Linked DNA regions of Sus scrofa: region 1 is linked to region 2. Evidence: chromatin contacts called from public HiChIP or PLAC-seq data. All regions are on one chromosome and are shown on one strand. The core of a region is the stretch at or near the end of the contact, and the rest is flanking DNA. Distances in the headings are between cores, read along the strand shown.

The links. HiChIP or PLAC-seq counts read pairs in DNA pulled down with a chosen protein or histone mark.
Region 1: a contact with region 2 is called in an H3K27ac HiChIP or PLAC-seq map of alveolar macrophages. The contact joins two enhancer-like sites. A contact is called at or near these places in 2 of 2 datasets of contacts at active chromatin or transcription factors (alveolar macrophages and skeletal muscle).

The regions. Positions count from the first base shown.
Region 1 is chr13:126,385,872-126,390,338 of Sscrofa11.1, forward strand. All of the region lies in intron 8 of LPP (lipoma-preferred partner), which reads left to right. Among named protein-coding and RNA genes, the nearest start is that of MIR28, 110 kb to the left of the region's middle. Within about 2 kb of position 1,365, at least 5 of the 83 cell types and tissues checked have an H3K27ac peak or open chromatin away from gene starts, as enhancers often do. A contact at or near this core is called in alveolar macrophages, where this site is marked.
Region 2 is chr13:126,175,049-126,179,132 of Sscrofa11.1, forward strand. All of the region lies in intron 5 of LPP (lipoma-preferred partner), which reads left to right. Among named protein-coding and RNA genes, the nearest start is that of MIR28, 110 kb to the right of the region's middle. Within about 2 kb of position 2,468, at least 6 of the 83 cell types and tissues checked have an H3K27ac peak or open chromatin away from gene starts, as enhancers often do. A contact at or near this core is called in alveolar macrophages, where this site is marked.

The sequences.
Region 1 (4,467 bases), core at 115-2,614, 210 kb after region 2:
CATTCCTTCTGTCTCCACTCTAATCACATTGGGCCACTTGCTCTTTTCCAGTCTAACTGTGGTTGGTCCACTCACAGCCCTCGGCACATAGTCTTTCTCTGCCTAGAGTACTTTCCCATCTGTCAGATCTCAGTTGTCTTTTCACTTCCTCTGTGGAGACTCTCTGGCCTCTCAAGACTGTTTTGTGTTACTGGTGTGTACAGTTCATAGGGATTTGCTGTCCCTTCCTAGCACCCATTACTTTTTAGTCTGGTTTTGGGTTTGTCTGCATCCCCACTCTTTGAGGCCAGGGAAAGTTTCTGTCCTCCGATATATTGAAGACTCTGTTATAGCCCCTGCCACAACCTGGTGCCTGACATGTAGAAGATGCTTTATCAGTGCGCACTGAGTGAATGAGCTCTAGACAATACAAACCCCACATCTTCTGAGCCTGAACACCCTGCTCTTGCTCCTGTGCTAGATTCCCTTCCCACTGCCTCCATCCCCTTGTTCTGTCCCCTCAGCCCAAGCACTGTGCAGCCTGATTGGGCATAAGTTCAGAGTTTTTAGGACAAGATAGGAATGGACAGTTTAATGTCCTTCAAGATCGTTAAACAGTTTTGGAATCATACTATACTTGGAATCTTTCTCACTCTGAGACTTGTTTTCCATCTTTCCTAGTTTCTGCTCTGGTCGGATTGGTTCGGCATGTCAGTCAATGTTTATGGGTTTAGGGAGTGGCACCATAATAACCCTTTTTCCTCCCACCTAATGCAGGCTCACTGACTCCACCTCTGATTGTGCCAGGCATTACCAGTTTTGAAGCAGGGCTGCAAATCCTACCTTTCTGTTTAGGGTTTCAGTAAACCTCTTATTAAAAGTCTTAAGAATTCAGATTTGCACTGGCAGAAATTTAGAATTATTTGTTCCCTCTTCTTCTGAAGGGCTCCCAATGACACAGTGCAGTGCAGTGGAAACCATCTAAAAATGTACAGATTTCTTCTAGGAGTAAATAAACTTACCCTGCTGACCCTGAGGCAGAGGAGAAATAGCAGAAAGCAAATAAGAATGGATTAGATGAACCTGTACCTCCTCTTCCCCACTCACTCATAATGTGCGTTGAAATCAGAAATCAGGTAAAATCAAAGTGGGTTCCTCCGCTGAGTCCCCTACTCTGCTAATAAGACTTTTGGGATACATGAGGCACCACATTCAAGTTTAGCTCTGTGGATAGAGTAAGATAAAGATGAAGCTACATTTAGTTGAAAACTTCCTCACTTTTTGGAGTGAGGGAAGAATTTTATAAAGAGTGGAAGCCACAGCAATCTTGAAGCTCTGAAGAGGGGAGGAACCCGGGCTGTGAACTGTGAGTGTGCCTCTAGTCCCTCTGGTGGGCACTGTCCACATCACAGCGAGCCTGGCTGTGGTGGCCGTTAGCTTCAGAGGGGCTAGCAGATAGCAGTCAGAGGCACAGAGAAGTCTTCTGTTATTTAGAAATCTAGAAGGAAGAGATTATAAAGATAAAAGATTCAAGTCTCTTTTTTCCATTGTACTGATGGTGAAAGTACGTTACTTCAGATTATTTAATAATCAAATATCATATAGAAGTCTGACATTATTTTAATGGCTCATTTCTAAGGAAGATAACTCCCTAGTTCCCCAGGATCACCAGTGTAACAAGTGAATTTAGACTTCTTTTCTCAAACTTTCTGGCATATTCTGCACCTGTAGTTCAAGCGGCTGTGGTTGTCTCCCACCACTCTATCCTCCTCCCAATTTATGTTTTACTGGATTTATATTAGAAGATAAGGAGGAACACATAGTTTTTAAAACCCATTTCTTTAAGTGCTAAAAGAATAAGTCATTGGAATAAGCCATAGAGGATATTTGGGGGTTCAGCATAAATAAAGGATTTTGTAACAATGAATATAAGGTGAAAAGAGCCACCTCAAGGGTCCCTCCCACTTTCTCTCTTATGAAGGTCTTGACTGAGGCTGTTGATGACCTGTGATGACAAGGATTACTTTCTGCACTGGCTAGGAGCTGGACATAATGGCCCTAAGTTCTTTTGCATCCCTGGGAATCTACAACCACTGAGAAATGGAGCAGTAGAACTGGACAGAAAAGCCAAGTTAGAAGTAGATTTGAAATCTACCCTTATGCTTTCACCTCAAACATTAGGGAGAAAGATAACTCAAAAAATATAACTTTCTTAATGTCATGCCTTATATATTAGTTTGGCCAAATAATACTGACTGCTGTCACAAATAAACCCCCACACCTTAGTGATTTAACACAAGATTTTATTTCTCTGTGATAAAATCAGCTATCTGGCAGGTGCTTTCCAACTGGGGGATGGGGCTCTGCCTTATTCGGTCCACTGGCTCCGTCATCCACTAGAGTTGACGGGTCCCATGCTAGATTCTCTACACTGGGCAGGAGAGGGAAGACACAGCACTGAGGAACTTCTGAGGTCCTAGTGGGGATGTTTATGGGCCAGCTGGCAAATATGGTGTAATGTTCCTTTCTGCTCATATTCCATTGACCGGGACTCAGTCATTTGGCTACACTTGCAAAGAATGCTTGGAAATGTAGCCACTGTGTGCCCCCAAAGAAGAGGAAGTGGTTTGGTGTACATTTAGCTAGTCTCTGCATGCTTTCACCGCCATCATCATCATCATCATCATCATCATCAGTATGCTTTCCTGGAATTTTCCAAATCAAATCTTGTGTGTTCTTTAGCTTAAAGTATTTAAAAGACCACTTTACCATAATATGATTTATTTTTATTCTTCTATATGTTTTCTATCTTGGTCTGCTTTAAAATAATAACTAAGAAATAAAATCCATTTGCCCCAACTAGGTAAATTAACCTCTAGCTCTCCACAATTGGGGGATATACCTTATTTTTGAGGAAGAAAATGTTTATTTAATCATTCAACAATTAGTGATTGAGAGCCCACCACACGTCAGGGATCAGATATTTGGTGGTGAGCCAGAACAGACAAGTAGCCTGTTCTCAGGAAGTTTGTGCTCTGTTAAGGGAGATGGACAGAATGCCCATTGTCTTAAAAGGAAAGAGGATGGTCTTAAAACAAAGGAATCTGACCCAGACGGAGGGGTCAAGAAAGCCTTCCAGAGGAAGTGCTCCTTCCCTGAGCCAGGAAGAGTAAGTGAGTTTAGCCATCTCAGACAGTGGAGCTGACCTGAGGAACTGAAAGAAGGCTAGTGTGCTTAGAGCTCAGAGGCTGAGGGAGAAGTGTGGTGTAAGGCGAGTTTTCGGAGATGGACCATAAAGAACTTAGGCCATGCTAAGGATTTTGCCCATTCTCCCAAATGTAAAGGAAAGCCTAGCCATTTCATTACTTCTTACCCCACCCATCCATCACAGACTTTTCCTGAAAGGTCTTTGGCAATAGAAGAGAGATAGAAGCAACATCATGAGTAACTGAATGGTGGAACTTTTCCCCTAAGTGCTGTGGTTTTTAGCCACACATCACATGTTCTCCCTCTCTCCAACTCTCCTCATTGTTTCCTAGAGCTAGGAGTAAGACAAGCATGAAGGAAACATGGCATAGTTAAGAACACAACCTGAAGAGGGAAAGGATTTTTCCTCTTTCTGGTGTGATCTGTGTCTGAATCTTGTATTAGGTAATTCAGTAGAAAGACATGGATTTGGAGGAATATTTCCAGGCCTTCCTCTGCTAGCCAGCTACATCTTATCAGCAACTTTCCAGCATTTATTTTCAGAAATGGGTCTAGATTACAGCCTTCTGATTCCTACTCCCCACTTTTTCACACAGATCCAATTGTAGTTTTCCCTTCTCCATAATCTTAAAAGCATCTCCTCTGATTGAACCAGGTCACCCATTCTTTATCCTTTTCTCTCTCCACTGAGGTGACCTTTCTTTTCCTTCTAAAACTTGAACTAACTTTAAAACTGGTGCTCAAGACTCTCATCTCCACAAAAATGCTGTGACAACAGATTTGTTCATTTCATTCTCCTCCCACTGAATAGAAATCTGCTTGAGGGAATTATCTATAGCTACTTTTCTTAAAAAAACAACCCTGGACTCTGGACTGGGAACTGTGGGCTTTGGTGACTTAACAAAGCAAAGGAAGGCAAACTGACAGGACATGGAGGTAATCTTTGTCCTGGACTTGCTAGAAAACCATGGTCAAACCATTAAGTATTCTTCCTCAATTTGTTAATACATGAGCTGATACATCCTGTGTGTTAACTGTGTAAGAGCATTGAGATGCATGGTAATTAAAGTGGTGGTAAAGCATTTTACAGTTAATTCAGCCCATCCTGTCCACGTTGCCTGATGAATGTTCATTCCTGCAGAATCAGTGTTGCCTAAACATTAAAATCATGGAATCCTCTAGACTTCTGGATAAGAGTTGGGGAGATCAAAGCCTTGCATATGACCTGAATTATCACAGAGCAGATAATCCCATCTCCTTTCACACATCCAACACTCCAGC
Region 2 (4,084 bases), core at 1,218-3,717:
TCCATCATCTCCTGATCTCTTGGTCCTTGCTGTTATTCACTTGGCAAATTGCACACTGTCTCTGCTCTGGGTCCAGGCTTTCAATCTTTTTTTTTTTTAATCATTTTTTATCCAAGTGTAGTTGATTTACAATGTTGTGTTAGGTTTAGATATTCAGCAAAGTGACTGAGTTTTTTGTATACACACACATATTCTGTTTTCACATTCTCTTCCATTATAGGTTATTACAAGATATTGAGTATAGTTCCTTGTGCTAGGCGGTAGGTTCTTGTTGTTTATCTATTTCATATGTAATAGTTTGTATATGTTAATCCCCAACTCCTAATTTATCTACATCAGCCCCTCCTTTCCCCTTTGGTAACCATATATTTATTTTCTATGTCTGTGAGTCTGTTTCTGTTTGATAAATAACTTCATTTTTATCTTTTTTTTTCTTTTTTTGTAGATTCAACATAGAAATGATATAATAAGATATGGGTCTTTTTCTGCTTGGCTCACTTACACTTTCAGTCTGTTTGGAAGGTTTCAGAGGTCATCTTCCTGGCTTTTCAGTCCCTTGACCTCTTACCTCCTGTGACTTTTATCTCCACTCAGTTGTAGCCACCAATCCCAGGGTTACACCTTTGATCTTATCATTGCTCTGTTCATTAATCAGAAAATCATAAAACAAAACTAAAGAAAACAAAAATACAACCCTGTAGGTTTTCAGCTCCAGGTTAGACAACTCCCACTCTACTGTTTTTTAACATCTTCGCCTTCTATTATCTTTATTTCTATTTCCCCATCAGTCTCTTGATTGTATTTCTTCTTTTCAAACTTATAGTCTATGATTCAGTATTTCAGCTCACCCTTGCCTCTATTGACTCTCTTTCAGTAAGCTTTTCCCAGAGTTTTACGTTGTGTACCTTTCCTGTTTAAACCAGCAGCACACTTACACCTTTTTGCCAACTTTTCTAGGTCTTTCATGCTCTCTTGGTTTTCTTTCTAATTTTCTGAACAAGTCCCCATATAGGGATCTGTTTAGCTCCTCTTGTTCTGCCTTCCCTTGGATGTTGGTTTCTTTGGTAGTGGTGGCGATGGGGGTCAGGGGTGTGGGGTGTCTTTCCTAGAGTCTGTTATTGTTATTCTTCCCATACTTGATTTGGAGACTCTCACTTCTGTGGCCTCAGTTACCTGTGTTGTAATGTTGTTATGTAGATCTGTTTCAGCAAGCTTTCTTGCACTTCACATCCAGACCTTTCTAAGTGCTTATTAGCCTGGTGCATTTGCATATATCACACAAGATTTAGTCTCAACATGTCTAAAATAAATTCATCAACTTCTCTCCAGAATTCTTTCTACCTTCTGTGTTGTTAAATTGAATGGTGTCACCATCCAACCAGATTCCTAAGCCAGAAGTCTACACTCCTGTCTTTCCCTTATTGTCGATTTTACCTCTCAAATATTTCACAGACCTTTCTGCTTCTTCCCATCTCCGCTGCCTTCAACAGATTTCACATGTACCATATTTGTATGGTGTTGGTAAAACGCTCCTAACTGGTTTCTTGGTAGCCCCTTTTCTGCCACCCAATCTGTTCCTAAAATGCAAATCTCACTGTAGTATTTCCCTAACACCTTAGTTTTTTAGCTCAGTAGTATAACAGAATGATTAAGTAAACAGACCTTGAAATCAATTAGAAATGGATTTGAATCTCACTTTGAATCTCATTGTTATGTGATTCTGGACAAGTAACCATTTTTGCTTTGCTCTCATATGTAAACTAGGACTAGTAAAGCACTTCTTTTTCTCCATTCCCCCCCCCTTTTTAAAAGATGTTATATGCCCTTTTGACTTCTTTTACTACTGCCCTTCTTATGCTCTATGAAACTACACTGGGCTTCTGTCAGGTCCCCAACGGTATTGAGCTGCTACTGGACAGTCATATGCTATTTTCTCTACCAGGACCACTATCCATGGCCCCAGCCCTCTGCTGCCTTGTCTCAGCATAGATGTCATTTCCCTTGAGAAATTGTTCAGCAGCTTTTTCTGCTCTTATGTAGTTTAGATACCCTTGTTAAACAGTGCTCCTATATCATTTACCTTGAATTTCCCAATCCCCATACTTTGCACCCTTCCCTGTAAATGCTCATTTAGTCCCAGCCTCCTCCTCCCACTTGATCACATGCTGTAAATTCCCTGAAGACACTGACCTCCTGAGAAAGAGAGAGATGCTGTTCTTACGGTTAAGCTTCCTGTCCCTGCTGCCCAGTGCTTAGCAGTGTCTCACAAAGACTGAGCACTCAGTAAATATTTGATGAATGCTTATAAATAAGATGGTTTCCCTAATTTACTTATGTTTCCAACAAAGTGATCACATTGTTCCTTCTGAGGGTGAAAAAAACATACCATAAAAAATCATTACCCTACCTCTGTGATGGCTCTGCAGGAACCTGACTGCTTCTAGAGAGTTGTTTACACAATCAAATCAAGTGGTATTTTGCTAGGAGGGAAAGCCCCAGGACAAGTCCCTGTCTTGACCACAAAGTTCTGTGTTTTCTGTCTTTCCTTTTGAAATCTTGGTTTCAGCAAAGCAACATTTTATCACCCCCCTACAATCCTATAAATGTAATATAGAAATGTGCATACACTGGTTCCCAATAGGTTGTAATGTTAGGCCTTGGATGGGTTGTGGGAGAAAACAGCAACCAACATATCTACTTTTAACATTACTTGGAAGGAAGTTTCTAGTTCTAGGTATGTAACTGACAAGCTTTCATGGAGAGCCTCTTTACTTTTCTATCTAGCTTTTGGGAGGTTTTTTTTTTTTTTTTTTTTTTTTTTTTTTTTTTTTTTTAGCAGTTCTACATGCTGAAAGAAAGTTCACAAATTTTAAAAGAAAATGTGGCCCTTTTCATTAGCTCCTTTTACCTCATGCTGAGTCATGGATGAGAGAGAATTTGTAGGCGGCTGAGCTGCAGGAAAAGTAATACTGTCATTTACACTTGCAGGCTGTTATGCTTTCCAGAAAACTTTTTCCGTAGGTTGTGAAAGTGATTAATCTGCTGTTAAAACTGACAAAAAGGTTCTCTGATAAGAACAAGAATTAAATGAGGGATTTTTTTTCTTTAAAAAGTAGCTCCTATTTCCAGTTTTAGACCAGGAAAAAATAGATTTAGATGTTGTTTTTTACTTTTGGTCTTTTTTGCGTCTGTGTGAATTTGTTCGTGGCTTAAAACAATCACAGGACATTTTCTATTTAAATTATGTCTATTTATTGGCATGGTTCATGCCTTATGTTTTATATCTAAATTATTCATTTTTACATCCTGTTCCCTCACTTTTTTTCCCTTTCATATTTCTATATCTGGGTCTTACTTTTTAATACGTTACGCACCATCTTACTTCTCAAATCCAGATTTCTTCAACCAGCTTCTTTTTTGAACATTGAAACTGGTGAAGATGGTCTTTGTTCCTTCTGTGATATAATTTTCTCCCTCTCTGAAAAATTCCACTCATGTAGCATTTCTACAAGTTTTAACAATTTGAACAAAAGTTGTTTGGTATAACGGAAATGAAACATCTTTGCCTTAAGAGTTTAGAAAATATGTTTTCCTGTTTTATTTACAAAAAAATGCTTTGAGATATAAAGCTTTTCCCCTGAGTTCTGGCAAATAAGCATGTCCTTTGAACATTTCTCCAGGAACCTCACATTTCAACTGGCAACCTAAAGGAACAAATAAATATATAAATCCCATGGCATAACTCAACATTTTTGTAATTTGGTAGAGAACCAGTGACTCATTTAGAGAATTCAGAGTCCTCAAGAAGGTAAAATAACATGTTAGAAGTTCATTAAAGTTGTTGCCGTTAGCATTTTTATGCCTTTTTTTTTTTTTTAAATAACAAGTTCGTATGGGTTGTTAAAATGCAGTATGGAGGTACCTTAGAAAACTATACATAGAACTACCATATGACCCAGCAGTCCTACTCTTGGGCCTATATCCAGACAAAACTTTCCTTGAAAAAGACACATGCACCCGTATGTTCATTGCAGCACTATTCACAATAGCTAAGACTTGGAAACAACCTAAATGTCCATTGACA